2 separate regions of the Rattus norvegicus genome follow, and region 1 is linked to region 2. A link is a contact called in public Hi-C data. All regions are on one chromosome and are shown on one strand. Each heading gives the region's core, a stretch centred on a gene start, on an enhancer-like site or on the middle of the called end of the contact. The rest is flanking DNA. Distances are from core to core; before and after follow the strand shown.

Region 1 (3,903 bases), core at 376-2,875, 64 kb after region 2:
ACCCTGCCCTAGGTGAATTCTCTGGTGAAGGGAAGGGAAGGAAGGCCACAGTCTGCACCACAGCATGGGGGAAGGAGCCTGGGCCTGGCTTCTCTTCCTCATTTGGTTGCACGTCCATTTTCTGCACCGATTGGAGAAACCGGAAGTTACATAACACTTTTGTCCTGTGAGCCAAACAAGAGTTCCAGGAGAGGCACGGGGTAGGTGCACATGCAGCAAGATCAAACCAAGTGTGAAGTGACCTCTGCTCTTGACTTTCACGGGTGGGTCTCAGGCATGTCAGCCAGTGTGTCTGGTCTGCCTCAACCTGTGGACACAACCTCATCAGGAGTGACTGCATAAGAAAGGGGTCCAGGTCTTGGCCCCACTCAGGCTACAAACGCCAGCAGCCTGTGCAAGACGGAGGCTGCATTTCATCTCCTGGCCACAGAACTTGGCACCGTTCTTGGGCCTTTTCGCTACTGCCCACAGCCCAGGCCTGAAGCAAGCCAGCCTGTGGTCTGTTCTGCTTGAGGAAGTGAAGAATGTAAATGGTTGATCCTTAAAGTGCAAGAGGAATGCTACAGCTCAGGGGCTCTGGGAGGACGGGTGATCAGACAGCAGGAGAGGGGCAGTCGAGGAGGGGAGGAGAGGAGAGGGAGGGGAGAGCCATCCTCACTCCGGGTCCTCAGGGAGAGCAGGATGGGGGAACCAGAGCCATCTGAATTCAGGGAAACAGAGGTCTGGAATCCCCATGGATGGTCTAGGGGGCTCAGGGAGGGTAGGAGATGGAAGGCAGAACCATCCCAGAGCCTGGGACTGGGGTCTGGAGTTCCTATGTACTTGGCTGGCTAGGATAGTCCCCTTATTTCCCCCACCCCCGCCAAGGATCAAAATCAACGACAAAGAGGAAGCAGATGTTTAGGCCTCACCATCTGGAAACTGAAGCACCTGTCTGATGCTCTAGACCAAGGGGACAAGGGAACAAGGGGGGAAACCACTGGGAAATGAGTTCATGGAGCAGCTGAGGGGGTCTGAAAAGAGGTTCTAGAATGTGTCACAAAGCAGCAGGATCCAATGGGAGGGCCAGAGAGTTTCTGCAGAGTAGAAAGCCCAGGAGAGGTACACAGGGCACACAATATGGTGGTTCTTAAGAGACGCCTCACGTTGGGGATTTAGCTCAGTGGTAGAGCACTTGCCTAGGAGGCACAAGGCCCTGGGTTCGGTCCCCAGCTCCGGAAAAAAAAAAAAAAAAAAAAGAGACACCTCACACCTGATAACAGACGGCTCTGGTCAATCTAGTGAGACTCAGCTGTAAAATAGGAACAGAAGGAGGAGAGACCTGAGGAAGTAGCTCAGTGGTTGGGCCTTGGGTTCAGTCAGCAGTGTAAGTTGGGAGAGACAGGCTAGGGCCTGGAGATGGGAGAACAAATATGACCATGACCCAGGAAGAGGCCAGCTCAGGCCAGTCCACCAGGAGACCCCAGAGCTCAGGCCAACTTTCACGATGAGAAAAGACATTCCTTAGGCCTGAGAGATTTCAATCTTGTTCTTTACCCAGCTGGCTGGGTCACTGGGCGGGGGCAGTTCCACTATGGTCACTGGTTAGTCTTGGTAGCCTGTGAACCCTGACCTACGGTATCTGCAGCAGCCGCCAGAGGCACTGTCCCCACAAGAGTCGTGGCTTATATAACAGGGAGAAAGCAACCCTGCAGCTACACACAGAAGGGAAGTAGCAGATGTCTCGGAGCAGGACGCCTGGGATTCGCAGCTTGGGGCAGGTGGGCACTGGCTCCAGGGGCTCACCTAAGCCTCAGAGGCACAGCTGTCAGGGTCCTAGGGAAGCCTAGGTGTAGCCAGCCTGCCAGCCAGCCAGGGCTTCTGCAAAGTGTCCTGATGTTCACTTGTGTGTGTGTGCGCACTCCTGGCCCAGGCATTGCAAGGCCCCTGTTTCAAGGGTGTGGCTGTTGGGGATTGGGGTTTGTGCCCTGCAGATGTTTATTCCCAGCCTGGAGAGAGATTCATGTTTCACAGTTTAACAGAGCTACTCTAGTATTTGAGTTTATGCGAGGCGACAAATTCTGCACTTGCCACCTTAACAACATCCCCTCCTCAGCTTCGCCCGCTCTGCCCACAGACAAATCAAAACCAGCTCAGACATAAAATGTTGGAAGGGTTTTTTTTTTTTTTTTTTTTGGTCTGCTCCTCTGGGCCATTTTTGGGAAGAAAAAGAGAAAAAATAACAAAATCACAGGAGATGGGGCAGCCTCTGGCCACAGTCAGTTTGGAATCTCAGAAATGCTGGGAGCTCCGTGCCATGACCCTACCCTGTGACTGAGGCCACCTTCCTTCTAGAAATGCTGTGGCTTCAGGGTGAGAATCTGCCGTTAACTCACACGCCTGCCCCAAATAACACACTCAAAGAGAAAGAGAGCTGAGAACGGCCCAAGCCCTGGGCTTCCAGGGATTGTGAACTCGCCCGATGCTGCCTGGTTCCCACAGCCCCAGGCGTCCTCACAGTACCACGTCATCCAGATATAGTGCAGGAAGCCACAGCGGCTGAGGTGGGCGTCTGCTGTGCGGTGCTGATAGCGCACACATGGGATAGCAAGTGTGACAAAGGGCAGGCTGTTCTCTGGGTGGGACTTGCACCGCTGAGCAACATGCGAGAAGTTCTTGCTGGCGGCACGACTCTTCAGGGAAGTTGTAAAGACCTGTCTGCTCACCAGCTAGAGAGGCCACACCAACGCACCAAAGGCAGGATTCTACTGAGCCCAGCTGGGCGAGCCAGTGAGTTTATTGGGGTTATTTACAGGAGCAGAGGAGTGAGGAGCTAGCTACACAAGGGGTATAGCCCCCACCCTAATCCATTGTCCATTGTCTACTCTTTTTTTTTTTTCAAAGATTTATTCATTCCACGTATGTGGGTACATTGTCACTGTCTTCGGACACATCAGAAGAGAGAATCAGATGGATGTGAGCCACCATGTGGTTGCTGGGATTTGAACTCAGGACCTCTGGAAGAGCAGTCGGTGTTCTTAATAATGCTGAGCCACCTCTCCAGCTCCATTGTCTCCTCTTATATGGTGACTGCGATCTGGGGAGAGGAAGGGCCCTGTGAAGACCTGCTGAGGAATGTGAGCCCCAATGGTGAGCCTCCCTCCTCCGTCCACAAGAGAACATTACTACACACTATCCTGTGGGGTCACATGCTGGTGATCACAGCTGCCCTGCTTCAAGAAGATGATGGTCCCATTGACCCGGAGGGGACAGCTACACTTTAGATCCCAGGGACTGGCTGTACAGGGGCTGCTGTCCAAGAGGTGAACTGACTAGGCCAGCAATGGAGGCTTTCCCCAGCTTCTGGGGGCTCTCTGTCTCTCCCCACAATCCAAAGTCCACACGAAGCAGAGAGAGACAGTGATTGATCAAAGGTGACAACGTTTGTGACTAGATTTGCTATAACCCATATTTAACAAAGTTGCAATACCCAGGCAGGAACCTGGAATGCAGACCCCGGGACCAGGGCTCTGGGGCAAGCAGAAGTGCTGTGGTGAGACAGTTAGGGGAATGGAAAACCACAGGGAGCAATGACTGTTCCAGTGAGGCAGACTCCCCTCAGAGGTGGACAGCAGGTCACCACCGGAAGCCACCTCAGGACTGCCTGTAACACTGTGAGTGTATGTTGTGAGGCCAAGCTCTGCTCAGTCTCTTATCTAGGTCTTGGTGGCTCCTCAGCCTCACCAGGTCCTCTTGGCTCGGGGCATGGGCTGTTGTCTGCCCTTGGGCTGGGTTGGCTGAACTTGGGAGGAGAAGGTGGTTCCGGATCAGACCTGCATCGCACAGCAAGAGCGGCTGAATCTGGATGCTGATACTCAGCTATTGCCAACCTTCTGTGTATCGATAATTGGGATGGAGAAAGAT
Region 2 (3,747 bases), core at 31-2,530:
GAGAGTCCTCACTGCTTTGTCCCAGGCCATTTCACCTGGTGACAGGTAGCTTCAAAGAGACGTCATTTCTCCTCATACGCTCTTGTTTGCGACCAGAAGACTCAGGAGCTCTTCTGTCCTTACAGGTTGTCCCCAGCTGCTGGGGACCTCCAAGGGAGGTGACCTCATGCCTACCACCAGGATATTGAAGGCTGTTTAGCTGTCTAGGGGCATCTGTTCCCTGCTTGGGGTGTTTGGGACACTCGTTGGCCTGAGGAGGACAGGCAGGAGTGGGTGTCACCTGAGCATGTACTGTGGACCAAGTGGCTGGGCTATTTTGGGTCCTCAGCATATTTCTGCTGTTCGAGGAGCTTGACTGGCAGTGTCCCACTGAGGCTCTCGGCTCCTCGCTACGTCATCCATCAGCAGCTGGGCTAGAGGGCAGCTGTAGGTTTTGAGATAAAATGGGGGCTGTGAGGGGATTGTACAAGAAGTAGAAAGGCTTGCTTGTATGTGCTATGTGCAGATGTCACCGTTCAGTTAGCAGATCCTTTCCTATGACCTTGACCTTTGACCTGGCTGCCTCCCGTCGGATACCCCTGTCCTGTGTATTTCCCAGACTCCACAGGGAGATGCCATCGTTTTAGGGCCTTGGCAACCCCAGGGACTTTGTAGGGTTCTCCTGGCCCACTCACTGGTACCCAGGTGCCTTCCTGAGCCACTGCCTCTGCCCACAGCCAGGAAGCAGAGAGGGGTGGATATTTGAGTTCAACTCACTCTCCTTTCTGCAGTCCGGGCTCCAGGCCTTGAGTGGAAGGGGAAGGCGTGGCCTGTGTTTAGGGGGTTAGGTCGTTCCTCCCACCTCCTTATCCTCATTAGACAGTCCTCACCCTTTCTCCCGTTTACGCTTAACTTCGTGTCTTATTGCCAGTCTATGTACAGCACACATATGTACACGTGCACAGGTGCAAGCACACGAGCTGCCTCATGTATCTGGAGGTCACACGGCAACGTGAGAGAGTTGACTGCTGCCGTCTGCTGGTCCAGGGTTCAAACACTGCAGCTTGAACTGCCAGCACTGAGGCTGCCTGACCTCTCCAGCCCACTTGCTTTTTTCCTGAAACAGAGTCTCACCCTGGTGCACACTGACCTTGAACTCACAGCAGTCTTGCCCCGGCCTCTCCAGCACTGCTTATCCGAGCTATGTTGTCATAGTACTGAAAAGCTGACCAACACAGAATGCTTGCCCCTGTCCCTCGTTGCTGTGGCTACTGAGCTTCCCCAGAGGCCTGGTGGTGACATCTCCATCTCTCTCTGGTGCTGGGAAATCCCAGTGCAGGGCTAAGGTCACTGCTGTTCTCGCCCTTCCTGTCTGTCCAGTAGCCTTGCTTGCTCTGTGGCAGTTGGCTTAGGTCTTGCTTTGTTGCACGTTTTCTTTTAAACGTTTTGCTCCCTCAGGCTCAGCACCCGTTCCAGGTTCCAGTTCTCTGGTAAAGAAGCTGGGGCGGGGCTGGGGATTTAGCTCAGTGGTAGAGCACTTACCTAGGAAGCACAAGGCCCTGGGTTCGGTCCCCAGCTCCGAAAAAAAGAACCAAAAAAAAAAAAAAAAAAAAAAAAAAAAAGAAGCTGGGGCTGAGAGGTCCTGCCCCAGTACAGCAGTTGCTACTGTCAGGCCTCAGACATGCTTGCTGGGCCCTGTCTCCTTCCTTCATAGGACGAGGGCCTCGGCCAATGCTGCGACAACTGGTAGTCAGGGAGAAGCTGGAAGCAGCAGCACTTCAGAGCTCCATTGTCCCCCAGCTAGGGCTGGGCTGCTGTTCTGTCACAGTGGCTCCTGGGAAGCTCCCTTTGTTTGGGCAGCAGCCACAGCTCATTCTGTGTACCTACTCCAGCCAGCACAGGCCTGCTCTGGTCTCCAGCATCCCTGTCACCATCATGGAGGTTCTCCATGCCTGTCTGGTTACTGCCTGCTTCTGGGCCTGTCTTTCTGCCCACAGGGAGTAACCGTCAGTCAGCCTGTGCAGAGTCCAGTGAAGTGAGGGTGAATGCAGTGCCAGGCAAGCGGGATCCGAGGGCTGTGTCAGGGCTCAGCTTCTGCATGACCTCAGCATTCCAAACCCTTTGCATCTGCAAGAACAGCCTGTTCGGTTCTGTCTCTGGAGCGACGGAGGGCTAAAAAGGTCACATTCTAGCTAGCGTTCTCAGTTAGCTCGTTCCGAAATCCTTCTGTGTGGTGCTGGGTATGTTATTGCTAGAGCTGGTCTCCACTGACCTTGGTGTTATTTTTACTTTGGAGTAATTGCAGAGTTACCAAAAGTTGAGAGAATCATCTGGAGAGAATTACTTCCTGTCCCCTGGGATGTCCTACCATTGGGTACTTCTGTGTGGCCTCCCCCCCCCATGCTGCCCCCAAACTGTCTTGGCTGTGCCAGGCCCATTTTTCTTACAAGTTTCCATGCACCTCAGAAAATCCCCAAGTCCCACCCCAGCCTGACATCCCACACTTAGGCCCGTTGTCACCTCACTTGTGGTTTGACATTGCTTCTAGTCATGTGACATCTGCCTAGGTATGCACTGGAGTGCAGTGGAGTGCATTGGATGCTCCGTCTGTTGGACCAGCTGGAGGAGTAGCTACTGAGCCCTGGGCCCTCTTACCCCAGCCAGGCCCAAGCTGTGCAGCCCCAGGCTAGAAGCATGGGCACCAGACCCCAGCACCGTGACCCTAACTGCGTCACCAGCTGCCGAGGCTTTGTGCCCGCTCCCTGAACAAAGGCTGGGCTAGCTTACCAGGATCTCCAGCTTCTCCTCACAGGACTTGCTTCTGCCTTGTTTATCCTTAAACACACAGGTTCTCCATTGCACAGTCCAGGAACATCTAAATGTTTGAAATGGCAGGAGACTGTTTTCTACAGATGTTCTTGGAAGCTAAAACCATGTTCTCTCTGTGGCTAAAACCATGTCAGCCCTGGGAAAGGCAGTTAAGGCCAAGGGCATGGACCATCTTTGTGTCGCTGTGGGACAGACTAGCAGCAGAGATTCCAGTGACCTGATCCCCACCCAGCCGCCCAATGCCCAGTAACCAGTGAGGGGCTCCTCTTCCTGCCTCGTAGTTCCTCAGTTCCATGCTTAGGGCAGGGCTGCTGCTCTGGCTGGGCAGTGTCCCTAGCTGACTCCAGCTGTCCTAGGACTGGGCTGAGGCCATCCTTAGAGAAAAGAAGCCTAGCTAGCATTGTCCCGGCCCCCTCAGAGCCAGCCCATCTGTGTCGTCAGTGCTTTCTGCTCACACAGCCCCGGTTGTCTATGCCCCATAGTCAGTCAACTTCTGGTTAAATTGGACAGGTCCAACTGATGTTCCCACAGAGCATGCAGTGGTAGCCTTGGGTTTTTTCCTTTGAGAAGAGGGACCATGTCATCTGGCTCCTGGTGCAGATATATCTCCACTTGTGTTCTCTTTTTTTTTTTTTTTTTTTTTTTATTTAGAGAATACTTTATTAGTTTTTGTAATCAAACCCACGTATATAAGACCTTACATATTTAATACAGTGTGTTACCCCTGTACAAATGGAAAAAACTTAAGTTCAACATTTCTAGACCAATATGGCTGTTAATTTCTGTACAGTGCCAACTCAACACAGTAAACGGGGATACTTTTTTCGAAAGTTGACAGCACAGGTAAAGTTTCAAAAAATTCAAATTATATATCTGTATATATATATTTATATTTATATAAAAAGACCAATAATAGCAGTGTGTTATGCATCAACAGCA

Evidence for each region. Hi-C and Micro-C count contacts between places; a contact is called where the count stands out from the background.
Region 1: a Hi-C map of liver shows a contact between it and region 2, with 2.9 times the contacts expected there. The contact joins two enhancer-like sites. A contact is called at or near these places in 3 of 12 Hi-C or Micro-C datasets (hepatocytes, kidney and liver).

Annotation. Positions count from the first base shown.
Region 1 is chr20:11,186,411-11,190,313 of GRCr8, forward strand. No RefSeq gene overlaps it. Among named protein-coding and RNA genes, the nearest start is that of Adarb1, 34 kb to the right of the region's middle. Within about 2 kb of position 1,626, at least 23 of the 93 cell types and tissues checked have an H3K27ac peak or open chromatin away from gene starts, as enhancers often do. A contact at or near this core is called in liver, where this site is marked.
Region 2 is chr20:11,122,566-11,126,312 of GRCr8, forward strand. All of the region lies in intron 2 of Slx9 (SLX9 ribosome biogenesis factor), which reads left to right. Among named protein-coding and RNA genes, the nearest start is that of Slx9, 10 kb to the left of the region's middle. Within about 2 kb of position 1,281, at least 44 of the 93 cell types and tissues checked have an H3K27ac peak or open chromatin away from gene starts, as enhancers often do. A contact at or near this core is called in liver, where this site is marked.